Regions from separate parts of the Danio rerio genome. Here region 2 is linked to region 1. Evidence: chromatin contacts called from public Hi-C data. All regions are on one chromosome and are shown on one strand. The core of a region is the stretch at or near the end of the contact, and the rest is flanking DNA. Distances in the headings are between cores, read along the strand shown.

Region 1 (4,231 bases), core at 617-3,116:
GTCCTTGGAGTCTCACAAGAATCAGATGCATACTTTCTACTGCTCCATAACCAGCAGCTGCTACAGCCTAGTCCGGGATTGTGGAAACCTTGGGATCATCTCTTCACAGGTCTTGGATCACTTTAGTGGCACTGCATAATCTCTTGGGGCCTTGGGATGAGTATCCCCAGGTGGAAATAGAGAATAATGTAAATACTCTCAGTAGTGAAATAGAATGGTGTCTTTACTGTCATAACTATTATTGTTTTTGTAATATTTAAAAAAAAATTAAACTAAGGTAAATGGTTACTTTTACATTTTTTATAATTTTTTATTTGTGTATATATATTTTTTTATTTTAGTTTTTAGGTTTTAAGTTTAGCTAAATGGAAAAGACACACAATCCCCTTGACAACCATCTGAAAGTAAATTAATGTTATTTTTGATGTTTTAGGGATCATTCATTCATTCATTTAATTTCCTTCGGCTTAGTCCTTTTATTCATCAGAGGTCGCCACAGTGGAATGAACCGGCAACTTATCCAGCATATACTTTACACAGCGAATGCCCTTCCAGCTGCAACACAGTACTGGGAAACATCCACACACACTCACATTCACACACATACACTACAGCCAATTTAGTTTATTCAATTCACCTGTAGCTCATGTCTTTGGACTGTTTGGGAAGCCCACACGAACACAGGGAGATTCATGCAAACTCCACACAGAAATGCTAACTGACCCAGCGAGGGCTCGAACCAATGACCTTCTTGCTGTGAGGCAACAGTGCTCACCACTGAGCCACCGTGTTGCCATTTTAGGGATTACTCACACTCAAAAATGCCATTTGATCAAACTATTTATTCAAAATGAACTGAAACAACACAATTCCTGAGACTTTTTTGGTGACAATGTAATTATTTTATGTTTAATTATGTTTAATTTGTAAAAAATAATAAGATAAGTTGATTCCTTGATGTTGTCCCAACACAAATCGATTGTGTGGAACCATAGATTTTTTTTTTTTACTGTGTACAATAATGTTTAGGAATCAGATAAGTTTTAATTTTACAACTTTTAAAAAATAATTTAGAAACTACCACAAAACTTGAGGCATTCAAACTTGCTGCATGATTTTTCTTATTAATATTGTTTGTTTTTTTTTTTTTTTTTTTGTGAGCAAGCTAATTAACTGGCAAATAAATGAACTTTAAAATGTTTTCACCCACCATGAGATTTATTCTTTTAATAATTTATTTACTCGTTTGTTTGTTTATTTGGACATGCTAAGTAGAGCAAGAAGTTTATTAATGAACTACATTTTACATTTTTAACATCAACAATGTACACATTTAACTTATTTAGCCTATACACTCAAAAAATTGCTAATTGTTCAAACTACTTATTTTAAAAAATTTCAAAATAAAATTTTTATTAAAAACTGGCACCTCGAGCCTGGACAATGCACAGAGATCGATGGAATAGGAAGAAAAACTTTCCTCAAAGTGAAGCCCCGAACAAAGGCACATTGTCTCTTTGTAAATCTTTGGTGAGTGGGACACCATGCAGAGTCCTCCATCACTATACGTCAAGCATAAGGAGGAGGAGGGAGCCTGTGGAAGACGCCTCATAAGGGAGCATCACCTCCTCAACATTGAGCCTCCACGCCCCGCGTTTATCCCCGCCGCGCTCCCCCTGCGCCCGCCTTTGTTCGCATCACAACAATCCCCGAACAGATGGTGCTCTGCTTGGGAATCGAGTGACAGCCACCGGCCGGCAACCAATCGCCTGATCGGGAATCAGCTGACTCGCCCGGACAGCGCCAGGTGCTGTCATCATATTTTGCTTGGCGACGCAGCGCGGGCTCCACAGAGACTCGGTGGACTGGAGCCAGTCAGCGGATTCCCGTTGCAAGGAAGGATCCACGCACACTCGACCATGCGCTCAGCGGACGGTGAAAATTCGCGGCGTGGATGTAACGAGACGATGCCGCTGTGAAGCAGTTCGTCGCGCGGAACTTACAAACGACGTGATGGTGTTGATTATCTATGGATTTTCATTCATCGCTCGATCTTCTGTTCACAAGGACATAGATGCTGTATGTAGATACAGTAAGTGCATGAAGCAGTCTGCGCGCAGGGAGGACTTCAGTATCATTCGGAACGTGTAGATCGGAAAGCCGAAGAGGTATGTATATTTTCAGATTTTTAAAAAGCATCTTTCATTTATGTACGAGCATCTGTGCATGGCAAATCAGAACCATGGACAAATAAATAGGTTCCATCGTGCGCAGTGCAGTGATAAAAATATAAGCCACTTGCAAAAGGGTTCTTATTAAGAATAAGCTGTAATCTTAAAGGAATAAAGCGTACAACGTGTTTCCCTGAAGTTCCTTGAAAAAGAAGGTAACTGTGTTGCCATGCTTTTGAGGGTTTTCTTATATGGATTAGGTATATGGCAAGCCGTTTGAACATTTATTTCAGTAAACTACAGTTTCTTTTCATATTAATGGTACATATTAATCATTAAGTGACCCATTTATCAATATTATTATAACAATTATTATTAAACATTTAGTAAGCAATGCAGTTATGATTTTAAATATAGCTATTACATACTAAACTCTTAAATATAATGAAAATAATCTTTTTTTAACTCAATAAAAATCATTTTTTCTTTCCCAGTGGAAATTTTCTAAGGATGTTAAAGGTTATTAAGGCCAGTAAAGAAGCTATATACAAAATTAAAGTGATAAATTACTATTACACAAAATAATCCTATGGTGGAAAAGGGTTAAACAAGTACTGTTCACTGAAAGGCACCAAATATAATTCTTATATAAAATTGCTATGAAAATCCTATATTGAAACGGTATGTTATCATTTTTAGCACTTCTTCATTGAATGCTAGAAACATTTCAGATAGTTAAAAGAAAATGTTTAGTGTATTTGACCACAAAATTGTGTAAATTTAGAATGCAGTGATAGTTTCTAATTACTATTTGGGATAGCTAATATAAATGCAATTTGAGTCCATACTAGTGAATGCTGCTACTACTAATGGCATAAATAACTGCTAGTTTTAAGGAACAAGAGGCCTGCCATACGTTGTGATTTACTGCATTTAATAGCAAGGACACACCGGCTGTTGCGCTTGAGATGTTGAAGGGCAAAATTTGTGTATATGTTTGTTTATTTTTATTATTATTGTAATTCATGATTTGTTTATAAAGAGTCCAAACAGTCCATGCAGGATTACCTCAGAACAATAGCCTGGTAAAAGAAAATACCACAATGGATGTGTGTATGAGGAGTGATCAGAATGTGAAGGGAATCTACTTTTTTTAAAGATTCATATCAGAACCAAATTAATTTATCGTTAAAGTAGAATTGAACGTGAGAAGCATGGTTGCATCCTATTTGCAGCATCACAGTATACTAAATTTACTTCATTATTCGTTTGCATTCTCCACAGTGTTACAGAGTCTATTTAGCTCCATGAGAGTGATTTTACACTGTAATTGTTGCAGAAATCGATCTCAAACTTTGATCTGATCGCGTTATCGCTGGCTTACCGCAGGGTCTGGTTGGCGATGCAGAAATGTGATTTGCATCTCAATGTCCAGGCACTCTAGCAGATGTTTGGTTGCTTACTCATTCGAAATAAGACGCCACAACTTCCCCAGGAAAGACAATAAACACGGGAAGACGTCTTTTAGTCAGGGAAGGATGTATAATGAGTCTTGAGGAGGGGGTCTGTATTGTCCCTGGGGACGCCACCCCTCGTTGCAGCTGTTGCGTCTGGTGCAGAAGTTGTTTTCTGACATTTGAAGAGAAGCGTCCTCTTGAGCACCTACAATGTAAGGAAAATGTCGGGCATATGATGAGACTAATACAATAGTGCAGACTGCAGGTGGTTATGATCTAGGGTGAAAGGTAACTTTTTTGTGTGTGTGAAAAGAAAATATATAGGCCTCTTGGTTTATATTTTTTTTTAAATAGAACAACAACGTTTGCTTATAATATATAATGTGGAATGTTTTACAAATTAAATAAGAGCATGCAAAAGATTTAATTAGGTGGCATGCATGTCAAATGCTGTATTACTCTTTGAGTAAATTGAGTTTAATGCAGTGATTCTTGTACAATCCGAGACCCACTTCATATCGTATATCAATCAGGCAGTGTATTCTTGATCTTTAACAAATACAGACCTTAAATGTGCAGATTTTGCAACTCCATACAGTTCAC
Region 2 (4,231 bases), core at 563-3,062, 93 kb before region 1:
ACTAACAAAAACACTGATTGGCTAATAATTATATTATTATTTTAATATGGTTAGATTACTAATAATACTAATTCTTTACTGAAATGTGTAAATAAATTCACCATACACTTTAAAGTAAAAAAAAAAAAAATACTCATTAAGATGAAAAGCTTTCCACTATAAGGCCACAGATTGTTTCTCTGTAAGGAACAGTTTGTTTAAATTCATTTACTGCTCCATTCAACCAAATGGAGAGAAACATCCTTTTTTGTAAGTGCCAATTTGCAGGGCACTGATTCAGGGGGCAAGAGAACAAACTACTGTGCCTCTTCTGTGGAAAAGGAAATGGGTTTCAGCTTGGCAGCCAGTCTTGAGCTTAAGACACTGATTCCTCTGTTTGCTTTCAGTTCATCTTATTCAATTAGAGGACTTTCTGCTTCAGTTAAGTCACTTATATATTTTCTTTTTTTTCTTTCAAGCACATTAACATAGTACAAATGTTGCTTTTTTAAAGTTTTGTTTATTTAAAATTTGGCTAGTTAGTAAATAGCCATACTGTGTGTTGTAATCAGAAATTAAATCTCACATTACTCTTAGTTGTTTTGGTCTAATGGCACAGAAGTCGGTTTAACATGCGCTTCCTCACAGATCATAAGTTGCTTTTGGCAACACTCAGTAATGCCTGATTGGCCAAGATTCTGCTTCGCGATACATCTGGTCCAATGAAAGAGCAGCACTCAGAGACAGCAGGTGCAGTCTGCACCTGTGCAGCATCAAAATTGCATTATCCAGCAAGGAAAAAAGCCAGTCAAGCTCTTGTCAGTCCAACAGAAGGGTAAAAATAACAAGAAGAGTGCTGCTTCAAACATTTCACCAACAATGAATGTTTTTTTGTACACCACAGCACTTTAGTGACAATATGAAACCAGTGGATTTGTGTCAAACAGGAAGCTACTAATTTTTTGCTATTAAATCTCAGCAGCCCAGACTCTCGTGAAAGCTTCATTAAAATCCAAAGGACTGCGCCCCCATGAAGATGCTTGCTGCAAACCTTTGATGTCTCCTGGCTTTTACAGCAAGATGTCTACCACTCAGAGTATTTTTAGCAGTTTAATTCTACCAGATGTCTTCTCTGCCTACCTTTGAAGCTGATGGGAATTAAAGTGAAAGCACAGACAAGTGATATAGTCTTTTTTTCCTCTTCCCCTAAAATGAAGCTCTTAGTACAGCTGCAAAGCCACAATTTTTTGTTTTCCAAAGCTCTTGTATACTATTGTTTTGATCAGATAATCAAGATAAAAGAAGCGGAATGACCATAACAGGGAGAAAGAGAGTGAGAGAGAGAGCGAGGCTGGCAGATGGAGGGAGACAGACAGTGAGTGAGTGAATGAGTAGAAGAAAGCAAACAGTCTCAGATGGGGAGGTTTGTCACAGATAAGCATGAAGCTCTATGTAGCCTCTCCCAAAGCCACATAGCAGAGCGGAAGAGAGGCCAGATAACAGCAGTGTCACTGCAGCATGCTGTGGCCGTGGAATACTGATGAGGAAAACCTGGGAGAGACAGTGCTGTCTGTGTCTGGGCATTTTCATATGCCTATATGTGCATTTACAATTGCATCTGTGTAAGGGCTGATTAACACAATGAAAATATGCTAATGTTTCTAGCCATGCAAGCTTAATTAAGTGTGTCTTTGCATTCCATGTTCCTCAATACAATAATGCATTCTCGACCTTTCTAGTTGAGATATTACCATAAAATGTGATCTGTTACTACAAAACTCGTTGGACGAGTAGTAATAGTACAGTACATTATGTACAGCACTCTCCACCTCTCAAGGCACGGATGATAAGAACATCCTTGATGTCACTAGCATACCTCACAATGATCAAATGAGATTGAGGGTACATCCATGAGGTTTTATTTAGCTTTTTCCTGAAAGATAATATTGGGTATTGTGAGGTTATGCTCCAAGCAAATAGTTGGTCTCCTCATGCCATTTACATTCAGCAACCAAAGCAAATTATAAACTTTACTGCCGAGGCAGCACTGCTATTTACTGTCCTGAGGATCTCTGACACTGGCCCTAGACCACTAGCCTAGTCATATCATTGGGCCCTGTACAGTGTCTTGATCTTTTCTACGGAGTGTTACAATTTTGTACAGTACAGTATGGCATTTATTTCCATGTTCACTGTCAAATATAATCAAAATAATGAGCCATATCATAAGCTCACAAGGGTAACAAGAACAACAGTACAGTACCTTAAGGGTAGAGCTTGCTGAATGCTATTGGTTGACAGAAGTGTCACCATCTTTTGCGACAGGACAAGAGAAAGACTACACAGGAAGCACTATTTTTAAATACAGTCAAAATGCAACACCGTAGTAATACATTAATGAAGAACTTTGTGTAACCCTGCCGATCCTACACCACCCAACCCGCTCCAAGCTGGGATCGAACCGGAGATCTTCCGCATGGGAGTCGGTTGCTCTAAAAAGGAGGCTAAAGACCATGGCCTCTGACATCTGTCGCTATAGAGCACCTTCAGAGGTCAGAGGAGTGAGGTTTACCTGCACAGCACTTACTAGCTGTCCTCTGCTACACTCACCCCCTAAACCTCACTCCTATCCGGGTCACGACACCAATGTAACCCCACCGGTCCTACACCACCCAACCCGCTCCGAGCTGGGATCGAACCAGCAACCTTCCGCATGGGAGTCGGCTGCTCTAACAAGGAGGCTAAAGACCATGGCCTGTAGCATCTGTCGCTGGATCTGTCGCCAGCACTTACTAGCTGGCCTCTGTTACATAGGCTCAAACAAAGCTTGCCATTTTCTTGTGACAGAATCTGCTGTATGTCCTCTATTGTTGTTTAAGAGGCTGTTCATTTACATCTTGCAACTAAATGTATGGAAAGCGAGAGAGAGACGCTTCTTCCTCTGTCTATATGCTACATCTCTACATTTGATTGAAATAATGAGTTTGCAAAAGACATTATATACTGTACGAATGGCCTGTTTAACTTTCTTATTATTTGAGAGAGAATGACTTGGGTCAAAACCTTTTGTAAATAATGTTGACAGTGCAAATGCAAGCCTGATGATGGTGACCTGTACAGAACTATACTGCACAGTGGAAATGATCATTATCTTCAAACTGGAGAAAGACTGAACCCAAAATGTGTAATGAAATCAGTCAGGGTAAGGTCATAGTTTGAGGTGTTTCCTGCAGCAGTTGGCCTACATGGCAGAGTGAATGCAAATGCTTTGTAGCTAAAAGAAAAATAATAAACAAAGCAGTCAGAAGGAATCATGTTCTCTGGATGTTGTTGTTGGACAGTTGTTTAAACCAGTTTACAAAGCATATACGGAATACGGAAAGTTTCTGTATTATATGTAAAAAAAAAAAATTCCATACAGTTTTCCGTATTTTGTGATTTCATCTGTTTATTTATGCTTTTGAATGGACCTTGACATTTCTTCCAAAACCTTTAACCGTAAAAAATTTGAAAAAGTGACTTTTATTAAAATTTTTATTACTTTAAAGTGATATATATTGCCTGGGTTTGTGTTGTATACAGGATAAAAATCTAATAATAAACTGTTATTTTACAGATTTATTTCTCTAGATACTATTTTTTATACATGACATTATTTCAAACTACTAAAATGTCAATAAAAGTTACTTTAGTTGATTTTTTAACATCAAGCATCAACAGATCAGAGATAACAATTCACTATAATCTTCTATGTTAGGCTGCTCTGACACAATCTACATTGTAAAAGCGCTATACAAATAAAGATGAATTGAATGGAATTTAATTAAGGTCCCACATTGCAATTCACAACTGTAAATAAACAGAAAACACTTGTGAATCACAAAATACAGAAACTGTAATTAACAGATATTTTCTGCTTAGGATGCATTAACGAAGATTTAATCCACAGATCCAAAACAATAGAACACTTACGATTTCTTTCTCAGCTGTTTATATTTGCTAAAGACTCAACTGCTCTGATGGTAAGGTTGGGTGATTTGGCCTAACATCAAAATCTCGATTAATTGAACAATTTAACTCGATTACAATAAATGAGCGGTTATTTTATTTATTAATTAATGTTTTTTGCCCTCATACATTTACATCTACATTTAGTCATTTAGCAGACGCTTTTATCCAAAGTGACTTACAAATGAGGACAAGGAAGCAACTTACACAACTATAAGAGCAACAATGAAAAAGTGCTATAGGC

Evidence for each region. Hi-C and Micro-C count contacts between places; a contact is called where the count stands out from the background.
Region 2: a Hi-C map of skeletal muscle shows a contact between it and region 1, with 3 times the contacts expected there. The contact joins the enhancer-like site here to the promoter of lrrn1 in region 1. A contact is called at or near these places in 5 of 18 Hi-C or Micro-C datasets (caudal fin, embryo, skeletal muscle and 1 more) and 1 of 4 datasets of contacts at active chromatin or transcription factors (caudal fin).

The regions. Positions count from the first base shown.
Region 1 is chr6:45,635,676-45,639,906 of GRCz12tu, reverse strand. lrrn1 (leucine rich repeat neuronal 1) reads left to right here and starts at 1,866. Exons shown (of 2, transcript NM_001130694.1): 1 at 1,866-2,168. It also overlaps a transcript of glyctk not described here.
Region 2 is chr6:45,728,187-45,732,417 of GRCz12tu, reverse strand. It overlaps a transcript of glyctk not described here and a transcript of lrrn1 not described here. Among named protein-coding and RNA genes, the nearest start is that of avpr2b.1, 37 kb to the left of the region's middle. Within about 2 kb of position 1,812, at least 10 of the 62 cell types and tissues checked have an H3K27ac peak or open chromatin away from gene starts, as enhancers often do.